Linked DNA regions of Sus scrofa: all the other regions are linked to region 3. The links are chromatin contacts, called in public Hi-C and HiChIP or PLAC-seq maps. All regions are on one chromosome and are shown on one strand. Each heading gives the region's core, a stretch centred on a gene start, on an enhancer-like site or on the middle of the called end of the contact. The rest is flanking DNA. Distances are from core to core; before and after follow the strand shown. Region 1 overlaps LOC110256014 (a long non-coding RNA gene). Region 2 overlaps ABCA1 (ATP-binding cassette, sub-family A (ABC1), member 1). Region 3 holds the start of ABCA1 (ATP-binding cassette, sub-family A (ABC1), member 1).

Region 1 (4,323 bases), core at 355-2,854, 69 kb after region 3:
TGTGACTCCTTGAACCCACAGTCATTGCTGATTCATTCTGAGATTTTAACCAACATAAACCCCTAGAACAAAGGTCCTCCTGTGGAGTCAGTCCCAGGGTGAATTCTTGCTTCACCACTCCTCTCTTTTTTAGGCCCAGTTTCTTTAGCTGCTAGCAAAGAGACAGTAATATTATTTACCCTAAAAGGCTATTAAAAGAATTAAATGAATTCATGCATGCAAGATGCTAACACAGTAAATGGAACATAAATATCAGCTGTAACAATAGTAATAATAATAAATGTCTATACTCTCCCTCACATCCAGACAAATCTGGTCTTTCCATTTCTCCACACCCCACCTCCATGAGTGCCAAGTAAATACACACACACACACACACACACACACACACCCATTATTGGAAGGCACTCTCATAAAGAGAAGGCCTGGCCTTAGAAACCCTAGATTTCATTTTTATCACATGCTACTTGTGTGACCTTGGGCCAGATATTCAATCTCTTTTGGTTCAGTTTCTTCCTCAGAAAAATGGAAACAATTGTTTTGTACTCAACTCATTGTATCATTATAAGCATTACATAACATAGAAATATAAAGAAGCTCCATATTTATTAGCACCTCATTTCCATCCTCCTTATAAAGTATGTTAGTAATTTTTTTAACTAAGTGCAGGATTTTATACTAATCTGTTAAAATGTATGGACTCATTTAGGATTTATCAGATTAACATTTTTCTAAATGGTTTCTCTATGTTCAGCCTTCACATTTTTTCTCATGTGATATATTTATCTGCTCACGAGTTTTAAAAATCTATTCATGTTAAAATGAAAGCATAAGACCCCTATCCTTGCTAGTCAAAAATTTTCCTCTATTCCTTAAGAGAATAAACTGGCTGTACTACACACTGTGTTGGGGCAATGGCATAGTCAAAGAAATATAATTCGGAGTGGGTGCCCTCATGTCTATTAGGACAGTGGGGAAATGACCTATATACTTAACCTTAAATGCAATGTCTTGAGACAGTTATGCAATCTTTCAGAGAAACCTAAAAAACCTCAAATTGTCCAATCATGGAACAAACTTGTAACTCTGATGGTAATTCTCTTTAACAGCATTCCCTGCTGGCCATGCTGAGATGGAGGCGACATGACATTATAGAATTGAAAATCTCACGTTTAAAGGCCTGAAGGATCATCCAGACTAACCCCTACATCTTACAGATGAGGATATTGATCCTGGAGAGGGAAAGGGACTTATTCTAAATCACTGGGGTCGGTGGTACAGCCTGGAAGAACCCAAATCGGCCTTCTTTCGTGTAGGGTCGTTACTAGATTGCAGGAACCAGAGGAAGGAAGAGAGGGGAACAGCACACAGAAGGAGAGGGTTGTCTGCACACAAGTGGTTTTTCTCCCCCATTCTAGATCGTGTTCCCGGCCCCTAATTCGGTCAGATGTCAGAGAGGGAGGACCCCTAAAGGAGAGGAGATAACAAGGACCCCCGATAACAAGGGGTTTTGTGGTTGGGAACTGAAAACCTCGCCTGACAATTAGAAGCGTCTCTGCGACTGTGGTTTCTGAGAACGAGGAAACCTTCCCTCCCCCAGAGCCGCGCACGCCCCGCCCGGTGCCCTATAGTAACCCCGAGGAGGCCTCCGCTATCTTCAACGTAGCCAATGCGAAGTGAAAAAAAAAAAAAAAAAAAAAAAAAAAAACCCAGAATGTGCTTCTTTTCACGTCAAACCTGTCTTTAAGTCCGGGACCCTCCCTGGCATGAACAGGAACATTAACTTTGTGCCCATGGGGCTTTTCTGCGGGCGCGTGACCCATTCGGAAACCCGGGGCTCCTTTCCTAAGAGCCTTTCGGGTAAAAGGATATGCGGAGAGGGCAGAGCTGAATCCCGGCCAGTTGTGGAAAAAGGCGGAATGTGAAGACAACAGAGGGGCAGGGGGAAGACAAGCAAGGCGAAGTCTGAGGCGGAGGGATGAGCGGGGGTGACGGCTCAGGGGGCCTGGATCGCCCCACCGTCCTGAGACTGTGCCCAGCCCCGACAGACCCAGAAATTAGGGCACATCTGCGAAGCCCACACCCTTCATTTTAGAGGGGAACCAAAACCACCAAAAAATAAACGCTCTGGCCGCCCGGGAGCGGCGCGGAGCGAACTGCGCGCAAGCGCTCTGGGCTCCGAGTCTACCCTCGAGTTACCCCGCGCAGCTAGCCGGCAGAACTAGGTGAAAGGTAACTAGCAGGCGCCGCTCCGAGCGGTGGCTCAGGCACGCATGCGCGTGCGGGCGGGCAGGCAGGCTCGGGCCTTGACGGGTGGTTTTGTTCTTTGCAAGTTTCTCCAAGTCTGCACTTCGTGGAGCCTCGGGTGTGGCCGGAGGCGGGGCAGAAGGCCTCTAGGCTGGGGGCATCGAGCGGTCTGGGAAAACGCTGTCACATAGTCGTCAAGCAGGAATGAGGTCCCTGAGTGGTGCGGGGAGGGAACCACCGACTGAGTGCTGTTTTTATGCCTGACACGGTGCTGAGGGTGCCACTGCGTTCTTTTAAATCATGCTTTCCAACAGACAAGGTGTCCTTCTATGTAAAAAAGAGGAAACTTGAGGTGCAGCGAGTTTATGTAATTTGCCCAAGATCACCCAATCAGTAAAGGGCAGTTACCAGTTTCCACAAATGATTCCCTGATTTGAGGTGGGTTTTTTGGCCCTAGTGCTAATAACTGACAGGCTAGGGCATTTTACAAGGCCCCACTCATAGGCCTGCTTCCATCCTTATCTGAAACCTATAAAACTGTTACTGTTTCCCTTTTGCAGATGGGGAAACTGAGACTGAGGAAAGTTGTTCTGTGATCACACAGACCAGCAGAGCTATTTTGTGCCCCATTTTAAAGAAATAAAAAGCTCAAAGCCCAAGGTTAGGTTCCCCCATCCCCTGACCCACAGACCTAATGTGAGAGCTTCAAGGTCTATGGGATGAGTGACCCATGCATGAGGAAGGTAAAGATGTTCTCCTAACTGGAGGTTTCCAGAGTTCCCCTTGTGGCTCATAAGAAACCAACCAGACTAGTATCCATGAGGATGTGGGTTCCATACCTGGCCTTGCTCAGTGGGTTAAGGATCTGGTGTTGCCGTGAGCTGTGGTGTAGTTTGCAGAGGCAATTCAGATCCCAAGTGGCTGTGGCTGTGGCTGTGGCACAGGCTGGAAGCTGTAGCTCTGATTCAACCCCCAGCCTGGGAACCTTCATATGCCACTTTGGGGCAAAACATAAATGAATTAATAAATAAATAAATAAATAAATGGAGGTTTCCATTGATCGCAGGTTTCCATTAAAGAAGTAAAAAAGACCACCCCTTCTAGGAGATAGTTGTCTTGTTAGCTCATTGAGGGCAAGGACAGAGTACACTGCTTAGGGTTTGTTGATAAGGTGTTTAATGGTTGAATTTATAACCAATTGAACACATTTTCAACCCCAGACTAGCCCAGCGAGAAGCTGCAATTGTATCTGGCAGTAGACTAAGTGAATGCTTTCTTATGACTTTTCCCATATGAGGGATCTTGCATTCATTCAGCAGACATGCTTAGCACCCACACTACTATGCACACAGGTGGAAAACAGGATAGGAGCTTCAAAGGGCAGGAATGCCTTGCTTTCCTGAAAATTCCATTCTCAGTCCTACATATCTGGGAGTTGGCCCGCATCCATGTTTATAGAAACCATAGGGTTTCCTGTGAGGCAAAAAAGTGCATCTCCTAGGGAGGTGCATGGAACCAAATCACACTCCTCCTGGCTCCACCTGCCCCTCAGTGCCCCAGCTGTTCCTCAAAATCACAAAAGCAAAATCAGCTCTGCTCCCCTCCTGAAGAGGCCGGGGAAACACACACCTACCAAAAGGGAAGTGCACGGGGAGCAGAAAAGGCTGCAAGCCTGCCAGTCAGCCCCCTCCCAGCCTCATCTCTTTCCAAGACTCCCCTCCCTTGAGTGTCCAGTCAGGGACACTGCCTGGTGCTCCAAGTCGGTGTTGCTGCTGGAGCTGATAAAGACAGACCATGATTGGACTGTTTTTGCCCTAATGTAACCCTGCCTCACAGCCTCCCTGAGGTGACTAAGGGAGATCATGTGCTGCGGATGCTGTCAAGATGCCTCTGAGTCGCCTGCCTGGTGGAGTTGGCAGGGAAAAAGCTGCTTGGGGACTTACCTCATCATCTCGTGTGTTGAGAACGTTGGCCACAGTGAGCCCTTTGGTAGAAGAGACACTTTTACTTGAATTCCCATATGGTCCTCCACAGCCCTATGCAGTAAGTGGTGTGATCAACGTTTTGCAAAGGATA
Region 2 (4,740 bases), core at 160-2,659, 100 kb before region 3:
TATTTTAGTGTGAAGTACTTGGATTCCCTGAAGATCAGTATTTCAAAAGTGCTTTCACAATTATCCATTAGGCAGAAACAACCAGGATTTTCTAGGAAAGGGCAGATTTTATTGGCCAAATGTTTACACAGACAACTGGAAAACATAAGCCTGTGTTCCATAATCCTGGGCAACACAAGGTTGGGAAAGGAAAGAAGAACGTAAACCTGCACTAAATAGGAAGGAAGCATGGAATTTGAGAAAAAGAGACTATTCATATGTTTACTTTTTTCCTTTTTTTAGAGCTTCCCTTTGACATCATTGGCACATGTCTCCCATTGAAAGGTCTGTGAATACCATGGGACTGAGGAAAATTCCTGCAGTCCCATGTGTTTGTAGCCTTGGATTGTTATGCAGTAGCTGGTATTTTCCTCATCTAAAGAAAAACACTAGCTTCCACATGTAAGTGATAGCATTTGATGTTGGTGTCTCATTGTCTGACTGACTTCACTTAGCGTGATAACTTTTATGAACTTCTTTGCAGAATACTGACTCACAGACTTTGAAAAACTTATGGTTTCCAAAGTTGACAGTTGGCAGGGGTAGGGGGTGGGGAATGCACTGAGGTTGTGGGATGGAAATCCTATAAAACTGGATTGTGATGATCATTGTACAACTACAAATGTAATAAATTCATTGAGTAATAAAAAAAGAAAGAAAAAAATAAAAGTTTACATCTAAAAAAAAAAAGAAAAAAAGAAACACTAGCCATTATCTATAACTTAAAAAAGACTAAATAATAAATACATGGATTGCACCATGCAGAAAACAAGAACCTGGAGGTGTGATGCTTTGACAGTGTGTGGAAGCCCCATGTTAATAAAGACGCAGTTATGTAAACCCAAATATATTATAGCTCAATTATAGATTTTGCAAGGGCAGATTATTTACATAAAACACCTATGTTCCTGACAACAACATATAAAGAAGAAAGAGTTCAGATGCAGCAAGAGGGCTGGCCCATTAGTTCAGTTTTGTTCACGGCTATCCTTTGCATCTTATATGAGTTCATATGAGGGCTGTAGCCACAGCTGATAAATCCAGGCCCCTTCCCCTTGGCCTTCAGCATAGTAAACACCCTTCCTGAGCTCTCCTCCCACCTTGGCAGGGAAGGCCAACACACACCTGACAAATGTGTACTGTTCGTTGTACATCCAGGGCTGAAGTTCCAGGCTGGGGTACTTGCCAAAGGGTGGCACAATCAAGCTGAACACTAGGGCAATGCAGACAAACACAGCTGGCAGGATAATCTATAATCAGGGGTGGGGGGGAAGAGAAATTGCAGAAGGGCAAGGGTTAGAAAGAAGGCCATGGGCAAGGCCCTGGGAGTCCAGCCAGTCTCCCAGATCAGCCTGCACTCGGATGTGTACAGGTCTGGGCTCAGCTCCTCCAAGGCATTCTTGGCAGGTTGCAGGCCGAGACTGCAATCGAAACCTCTTCCCTCCAGGGCAATTCTGAAAGCTGACAACACAAGGCCAGAGTCTGTGGCCACCTGGCAGGGGCATCAAGCTGAGAACTTCACAGAGTGAACAGTGGTCACATGCCAGGGTGACTCAGAACACTGGGTCCCTCTTTTCCCTGAAAACCCTGAAAGCTCAGCTCAGCTCAGGGGAAAGCTGAGAGCACAAGCCTGGACCAAGAACCAGAAAACTTGCAGCTTCATTTTGTCTCTACTACAAGTACATCTATGTGAAGTCAGGTCCCCTCTGGCCTCAGTTTTCTCATTTGTAGTCTGCAGACAGACTGGATGACCCATTGAGATCTCATACTCTGATAAAACCACTTTACAGCACTACTCTATTGAATGAGAATAGCAGCCACCACCACTCCACCCCCTTAGCCTCAAAAAGCATAATTAACCCAAAGCCTTGTTAAACCATCTTAAACACCTGAACACCTGTTTTATCTGAAAACAATGACTTGTACATACTTTTAAGTAAACTCTTTTAGCTTCTTCCATTTATTTAGGAAGAAATTTAGCCCTAAAAAACTGATTCAAAGATGCCCCCGCTTCTAATGTTCTCCAGTTTCAATGCAGAAAATTAATTCCATGGGAAAATATTGAATGAGCATCCTCTCATTTAATTATCATTACAACCCTAAGTAGTAGCATCACTATGGCTAATCAGCAAACAAGGTAACTGAGGCTCAGAGACTTAAGTAACTTGCCCAAGGCCACAGAGCCAGTAACACAACCGCAACTCAAATCTAAGTCTGTATGCTCCAAACTCATATTCTTTGCATTCCCCACACTGTCTAGAGGGAAGAAACTCTGTAACCTCTTTCTTTACATTTCTTGATTTAGAGTGGAATAATTTCATCCCTTACCCAGCAAGTTCACATGCAAATATGCAGGCAAGAGTGGAAAGAGTCTTCTCTGTTTAGCACTTTTTTTTTTCTGACCTCTGGTTATCTTTTCTAACAGTTTGCAATTAAACATCAACTTGGAGAAAAATCAAGTTTCCAATAAGTCCATATGTCAAGTGCATCTAGGCATATCCTCTTTGAAGTTAGCAAAGTTTAATTCATCCAGCCAGTTTTTCTAAACTTTATCCTAGTTATGCTCTCCTTTATGATAAACCTAACACATGGTAATTACTAGTGTGAGGCCCATTCTAAGCACTTACTCATTTTAATTTTCATAACAATATGTCAAGTTATTATTATTATTCCCATTTTATAGATAAGGAGATCGAGGTTTAGAGAAGTAACCCGTCAAAAGATATGAGTGTACCAAGCAGAATCAGGATTGAAATACAGATGATCTGGCTCCAGCATCTATCTCATATTCATGATGATGTCTCTGCCTTCACTGGTCAGGGAGCCTACAGCCCATCCAGGGATCCTGCATCCTTGGCCTGGAACAGCACCTCTCACCTGAGCAAAAAATCCCTTCCGACTCCGCCTGGCAATCAGCAGCCTCTTCCACAAAAGGGCCACAAACTGCTGCTGAGTGAGTTTCCAGCCCTTCACTTGGTAGGAGCCCTTGCCGTCCATACCGCTGAGCAGGTCTGTTTCCCTGGATTCTGAAGAAAAGCCAACACTGAAGGTCACCTATTCTGTCAGGCATTTTTGACATCTCCATGCTCCTCCCTCCAGCATCTTCAGCAACCATCTCTGAGGCTTGCATTTGAATGGAAAGTAAAGGTGTAAGGGCCTTCATGACACATACACGTCTGAGAAAAAGTTCTGACCCCCAAAGTGTAACAGCAGCAGCCTCTGCCTTTGGGTTCTTGTCTGATGAATACAGAAAATGAAGACGCCCTGAGACAACTGAAGAGACATGTTCACACATAATGAATGGTGTTACAGAAGCCATTCAGATGGCGCAAGTCATCCTCGATTTCTTACACAATATTTTACAAAACAGACCATACATGCAGGCTGACACTCTTGAGAACCCATGATGGCACTTTGTCTCCCATCTATTCTATTTTTGGTAAAAGGTGGACACCTTTCAGTGCTCGAGGTACTGATGATGTATGAAGTTAGAGAGAACACCAGACTCACATATTCACGTGCACAGGGATGGGAGAGCCAGGGAGGTTTCTTTCCTAAAAATTTTACAGACATCCTTGGCTTTAATACAGGATTTTTTAACTGCAGTAGCTTGACATCTTGCCAATATTTGCTTGATTTCTTGCCTCCCCTTCCCATCCCAGTCAGCCACAGGGACACACTCATCCAAAATAGCCAAGTCCAAGGGTGCAATTAATGCTAAAAGCAAAATCACCCTGTTCTTTCAAAACCGACCATCCATTCAAACAAACATTTAACACCTAATGAACTAAACACCTAATGACTGCAAGAAAACTAGGACTTTACAGAAAAGATAATCAATGGATTCAGAAGACTGAGGGGCCGTCTTCTGAGGTGTATAGACAGAAAGGTCTCAGTGCCGTGACGGAAGCGACGAGGACAGGTGCTTTCACGTTTGACCGTATGCACAGCACTGGAAAAGGGAAAGCAGCTTTTCTCATTCTCTCTCTTCCCTTTGGACCCTGTAGGTACCTATCATCCTAGTTCAAGGACATCAAAAGATAATACTAAGGAAGAACATAAGAGAGACATTCACTTTCAAGCAATGGAATGCATCACTTGCCCAAACGGACCTGGGTCTACGTCGGAATCATTTGGATCAGCAGCATCGTCTTCAGTGAATGGGCGAAGACAGCTCTGCTTGTCCCCGAAGACCCGTCTGTTTCGTCTCGCTGGGAGGGTGCCATCTGAAGACAAAGGGAAGGAACCCCACATTTTAGTTTATTTGTAACAAAACAAACTCTCCACATCTGTGACAGATCTATACACTAAGGAGTTCTCTGGTGGCTAGTAGTCAAGGATCCAGTGATGTCACGGATGTGGTTCGGGTCACTACTGTGGCACAGGTTTGATGCTTGGCCCAGGAACTTCCACACACCGTGGACCAAAAAAAAAAATTTTTTTTTAATTCAAAAAAGTAAAATAAAGATTGTCATAAAACAATGTGAAAGAAAAAGCACAAGCCAGGTGAGCTAAGACAGCCTGGAGGTGGCAGAACCAACAGTGTGCAGCCTCCTAGAGGGTTACCTGAGGTCTCAGCGTCCACCCCACTCTCTTCAGCCACTTTGAGGAATATCTGAAAAATAAGAGTGAGAATATTATAAGCACCACCTTGTGAGAGCAACTGTCCCATGATTATTACATGACTGAATGGTAGGCTGG
Region 3 (4,684 bases), core at 618-3,117:
ACTGTTAAAAGAACCAGTAAAACTCTGTTTTTGAACCTGGAAGATTTGGTGAGGTGTTTGTGGGGAGGTGGGGATTAGGCTTAGAAAGTGACTTACTGATTTTCATCACCAAGGAATTTTTTTTTTATCAATTTTGTCTTCTATTATATGAATGTATATATACCACTCACTCACTCTAAGTGTCACTAAAAAGTCTGTTTTTAAAAGCTAATGGTACCGATGTTGCAAAAGACAAGGGCCCATTATTTCTAGCGTCACTTTTCTTTCTTTTTCCTTATTTCTCTTTCGCAGTCTCTCCCTTTTTCTTTCTCCTTCTCTGTCTCTATTGTTTTTTATTTTGTTTACTCTCTTCTTTCTGATAAGTACTGAAAAAAAGGCACCTACACACAACCCTGGCACTGACCCACGCCCCTAGAACCTTTGGTTTAGCAACACTCAGGGAGTAGGAAACCATTCTAAGAAAACAACCAGATGAGCTTTCGCCTCATCCCCCAGGTTTCCTCCCAGTCTGCAACCATCAGCCTTTACCGGATCTCAGTCGGAGCCCGACAATGCCTCCTAGAGCCCGGCTCCACTCCAGCCAACCGGCCCATTCCCAGGCGACTCGGCCAGGAGGCGCTGTGGGTCAGTCCCCCCATGGCCACTGGCAGCCGGCGCCCAGCCCTCCCTGCCCCCACCGCGAAGCCCAGCCGGCCGCCACGCTCCGAGTTCTGCACCGCCCTCCGGGGTTACTCTCGGTCATTCTGCTTCACCATCTCGCCCCAGCTTCCCCATCCTTGCCCAGTCTGAAGCTGCCCCCCAGCAGACAAGCAGCAAAGGGCAGGAAGATGGGGGGGTGGGCAGGGGAATGGACACCTCAGCTCCCGGTTTCCACAGGCCCTCCTCTCTTAAGCCTAAGGTTTTTAAAAGAAACGAAACTCGTCTCCGGCTGCGCCAGGGATTCCAGCTCCAGAGAGCGTGCAGAGACCGTTGGCAGACCCCCAGGTTAAACAAAGCCCCCGAAGCCTCAAAGGAACAATAGCGCTACGAACCCGGTTTGGGACACCTCCCAGACGCGTTCTTGCGGGCAAAGAAAGCTCAGCTCCAGTCTCGGGGTGCACGGGACCGACTCCCAGGTCAAAGCCCAACTCAGACCAGCTCCTTAAGAACTAAGGGCGGACAATTGTCCTGATGTGCGCCGTCCGACCAGCAGCAGAAGAGGTTTCCAGCCGGCTCAGGCGCTTCCGAACAAAGGGAAGAGCTCGGTGCCAGACCTGCCACTCTCCCGACTCCGAGCGCAGCACCCCCAGCAACACCGGAAGCCCCCGATTCCACTGCCCCTTAAGTACTGCGCCCTGGTCTCCGCGCTCAGAGATGCTCCTTCCGCTCCACCGCCCGGCGAGTTCTGAGCGTAGCGGCGCCGTGTCTTGGGGTCGCCACAGCTCATCCTAGGACGCCTTCCCCCACTTACGCTGCCCCCGCCCCATTTGCCCTGCAGGAGGTGGGAATGTGGGGGTTCGGACTAAAGTCTCCGAAACCCAGAGCTTCGCAAATTCCCCTCGGCCCCGAAACAAAACAGTAACGCCCGAGTTGCTGAAGAGCGTCTTACCTGTTTTCCACTTTTGTGTTTGCGTCTCTTGCCCCTGCCCCTTGAAAAATCCTTCCCGAGAAGTGTGGGAAGAGGAGCAAAGTGCCTGGAGAAATTGGCTGTGGCGGCGCTGGTAGCGCGGAGACCCCTGTCCAGCCCACCTTCGCCAGGGGAGAGAGGTGTCCTCAAGGCCCCGGCTGCACTCACTCTTCCTCGGAATTACCCGGGTTTTGCCGCGACTAGTTCCTTTTATAGATTCGGCGGCGCTGAGCACAGGGGTTACTATCGGTCAAAGCCTGTTCTCTCCCTCCTTCCCCGCCCGTTTTCCCGGCCTCTGTTTATGTAGTTCAGTCACTCAGTAGAAAGCACGTGGAGCTGCGCCCCGCCCCTTAAATGGGCGACAACCGCCTCTCACGCCCACTGGGGGCGGAGGGCGCAGGTGGTGGTGCAGCCCGCCTTGCCCCGGCATGGGTCTGAACCTCTCGCCCCTGCTGGGCTCGTCTGCCCAGGACCAGAGGGAAAATCGGGGAAGGGGGCTGCGCCCGCTAGAGACTCTCCTGCACGTTCAGGGCAGCCAGAAGCACTAGTAGAAATCGCTTCCTCTAATCTCGTGCTTTCAGCAGTTTTTGTTCCTTTGTTAACTTTTTCAGTCTGAAGGACCTGGGGGAGGTGGGGAGGGGAACAGAACTCTAGGCCCAAACCCCTCAAGATGCTAACCCTTTAGTCTTCTCCTTTCAAATGCCCAGGATGTGGGACAAAGCGGTCCCCTGGACGATTGGCTGGGTGTGTTTTCCACCACCAACCCTGGCTTTGGAATTCAATTCAGTATTACTTTTAGGATTCCCAGGGAGGACCCCTGAAAAGTGGTCTTGCTCCTTTTCTTTGCAAACTGGGAGGAGGAGGGAGGCCACAAAAACAAACAAAAACAAAGAATGTGGACCAACTCCCTTTTAATTTTCATCATATTGGTCAGCGGCTCAGTGACAGATGAATACATATGGCTTGTATTTTGGTTTCTACAAATTCTCAAAGTGCAGCTGGAGAATCACAGTCTTGTAAAATTACATAACCATTCCAGTTCACCAACTTCTTCTGGCATTGGCTTTGACAGGAGCAAGACGGCCCATACATTGGAGGAACAGAAGCAAGTGTACAAATGGAGGGCCATATACTTTAATTATTTAACTCATAAAACAAGCCAACAAACTGTAAAAATATCTTCTACCTTGACAAAGATACCTTTGGAGCAACCTGGAAGTATGGATTCCTCAGGCTGTAACTTGGGTTTGGCAAAAAATGGTGGAGTGGAAGAGCTGACCATCAGACCCCTTTCTCTTCCTGCCCCAGCTCCATCATATTCCAGAATAACCTCCAGCTATGTATGTGGACCCCAAGCTGCACAAGCCCCTCCACACTCAATCAAGGCCATGATTTGAACCCAGGTACACATGTCAGTGGTTTTGTTAACACTCAGGACGGATCCTTTGGGAAGGCCCTGGCAGACTCTGGAAACATACTTAGAGGCCTTAGGGTATGGAATTCTAGGGTCCCACCTATTCATAACTCTGGTGGCATGGCCCCTGGGTCCTGTGGACTGCCCACCCTTAGGAAAGGATGAGGTGCGAGGCTGGCCAGAGCCAAGCCTTTTGAGGCCCAGAGCCCAGAAGAGGAGTCCCTCTTGTCTAGGTCAAAGGACAGTCCTAGCCAAAAGACTGGGTTTGGGGTCAAATTGACTGTACCACCTGATCCACAACTTTCGGCCCCCATTTCTTCACCTATAAAATAGAATATATATTTATTTCCCTGCCTCACAAGGGTTTTCTGAAAGTGAATTTTGTTCAGCTGAGCTCCTGGGAAGAATGACTATAAACAAAGAAGGTGTTGGTAGCTGACTAACGAGGTCATTTTTAGGTATCAGCCATGGCCTATTAAAATTTTCCCATGCCATATCCAGATAAAACTTTCTTTGAAAAAGACACATGCACCCCCATGTTCATCACAGCACTATTCACAATAGCCAAGACATAGAAACAGCCTAAAAGTCTATGAACAGATGAATGGGTTAAGAAGATGTGGTACATATATGCAATAAAATACTACTCAGTCATAAAAAAGGACAAAATAATGCCATTCACAGCAACATGGATGGAACTAGAGACTCTCATACTAAGTGAAATAAGTCAGAAGGAGAAAGACCACATGATATCACTTATATCTGGAACCTAATATATGACACAAATGAACCTTGCCACAGAAAAGAAAATCATGGACATGGAGAACAGACATGGTTGCCAACGGGGTGGGAGGGAGGGAGTGGGAGGGACTGGGAATTTAGGGTTAATAGTTGCAAACTATTGCCTTTGGAATGGATAAGCAATGGGATCTGCTGTATAGCACTGGGAACTATGGTCACTTGTGATGGAGCATGATAACATGAGAAAAAAGAATGTATATATGTATATGTGACTGGTCTCCTAGCTGTGCAGTAGAAAATTGACATAACACCGTAAATCAGCTATAATGGAAAAAATAAAAATCATTATAAAAAATAAATAAAATTCACGGGGGGGGGTGATTTTTCCATGTCAAAATTTTAAAACTCCAGGCCTAGAAAAGAGTGCAGAGTAATCTCTCTGATTCTCTAGATATAAAGGGAAGCTCTGAGGAGGTGCTACCCTTCCAAGTGTGATTTGGGGGAGTGATAATGTTTCTCTGCCTCTCTATCCCCCACCCCACCCCACCCCACCCCACCACCCACCACCTATCACATTGCTTAAAATTCCACCACCAGAATCATTCTTTTTGGAACTGAAGGCTGTAGTTCCCAAGAGCACCCCTATTAATGTAATCCTTCAGATTGTTCTCCTGGGGAATGAGTGACCAGAAGTCTTGTACAAATGAGAAAAAGATAGGCTGTTGGAGAAAGGAGGTGAGACCAAGATGGAGCTGACAGCTCCAGAGGACAGCTATTGATTCTAAATATACAGGTCTATGGCCCCAAAGCCAAATGTGATCATTTTTAACTAAGAACAACCTGTGGTATCAGGAATCTGCTCACCTCTGAAATGAATACATGAACACACTGCAATGCCTGAAGTATGTTCATTACTTGTGTTG

The links. A called contact is a pair of places that touch in the nucleus more often than the background predicts. HiChIP or PLAC-seq counts read pairs in DNA pulled down with a chosen protein or histone mark.
Region 1: an H3K27ac HiChIP or PLAC-seq map of alveolar macrophages shows a contact between it and region 3. The contact joins the enhancer-like site here to the promoter of ABCA1 in region 3. A contact is called at or near these places in 1 of 5 promoter capture datasets (liver), 11 of 47 Hi-C or Micro-C datasets (alveolar macrophages, brain, embryonic fibroblasts and 4 more) and 2 of 2 datasets of contacts at active chromatin or transcription factors (alveolar macrophages and skeletal muscle).
Region 2: a contact with region 3 is called in a Hi-C map of liver, with 7 times the contacts expected there. The contact joins the enhancer-like site here to the promoter of ABCA1 in region 3. A contact is called at or near these places in 1 of 5 promoter capture datasets (liver), 3 of 47 Hi-C or Micro-C datasets (all in liver) and 2 of 2 datasets of contacts at active chromatin or transcription factors (alveolar macrophages and skeletal muscle).

What each region holds. Positions count from the first base shown.
Region 1 is chr1:246,345,792-246,350,114 of Sscrofa11.1, forward strand. LOC110256014 (a long non-coding RNA gene) reads left to right here. Exons shown (of 3, transcript XR_002337123.1): 3 at 1,110-1,671. Among named protein-coding and RNA genes, the nearest start is that of ABCA1, 69 kb to the left of the region's middle. Within about 2 kb of position 1,605, at least 71 of the 83 cell types and tissues checked have an H3K27ac peak or open chromatin away from gene starts, as enhancers often do. A contact at or near this core is called in alveolar macrophages, brain, embryonic fibroblasts and 3 more, where this site is marked.
Region 2 is chr1:246,173,687-246,178,426 of Sscrofa11.1, forward strand. It overlaps ABCA1 (ATP-binding cassette, sub-family A (ABC1), member 1), which reads right to left. Exons shown (of 51, transcript NM_001317080.1): 27 at 4,606-4,654; 28 at 4,152-4,265; 29 at 2,917-3,065; 30 at 1,165-1,289. Among named protein-coding and RNA genes, the nearest start is that of ABCA1, 100 kb to the right of the region's middle. Within about 2 kb of position 1,410, at least 8 of the 83 cell types and tissues checked have an H3K27ac peak or open chromatin away from gene starts, as enhancers often do. A contact at or near this core is called in liver and skeletal muscle, where this site is marked.
Region 3 is chr1:246,276,625-246,281,308 of Sscrofa11.1, forward strand. It overlaps ABCA1 (ATP-binding cassette, sub-family A (ABC1), member 1), which reads right to left and starts at 1,868. Exons shown (of 51, transcript NM_001317080.1): 1 at 1,589-1,868.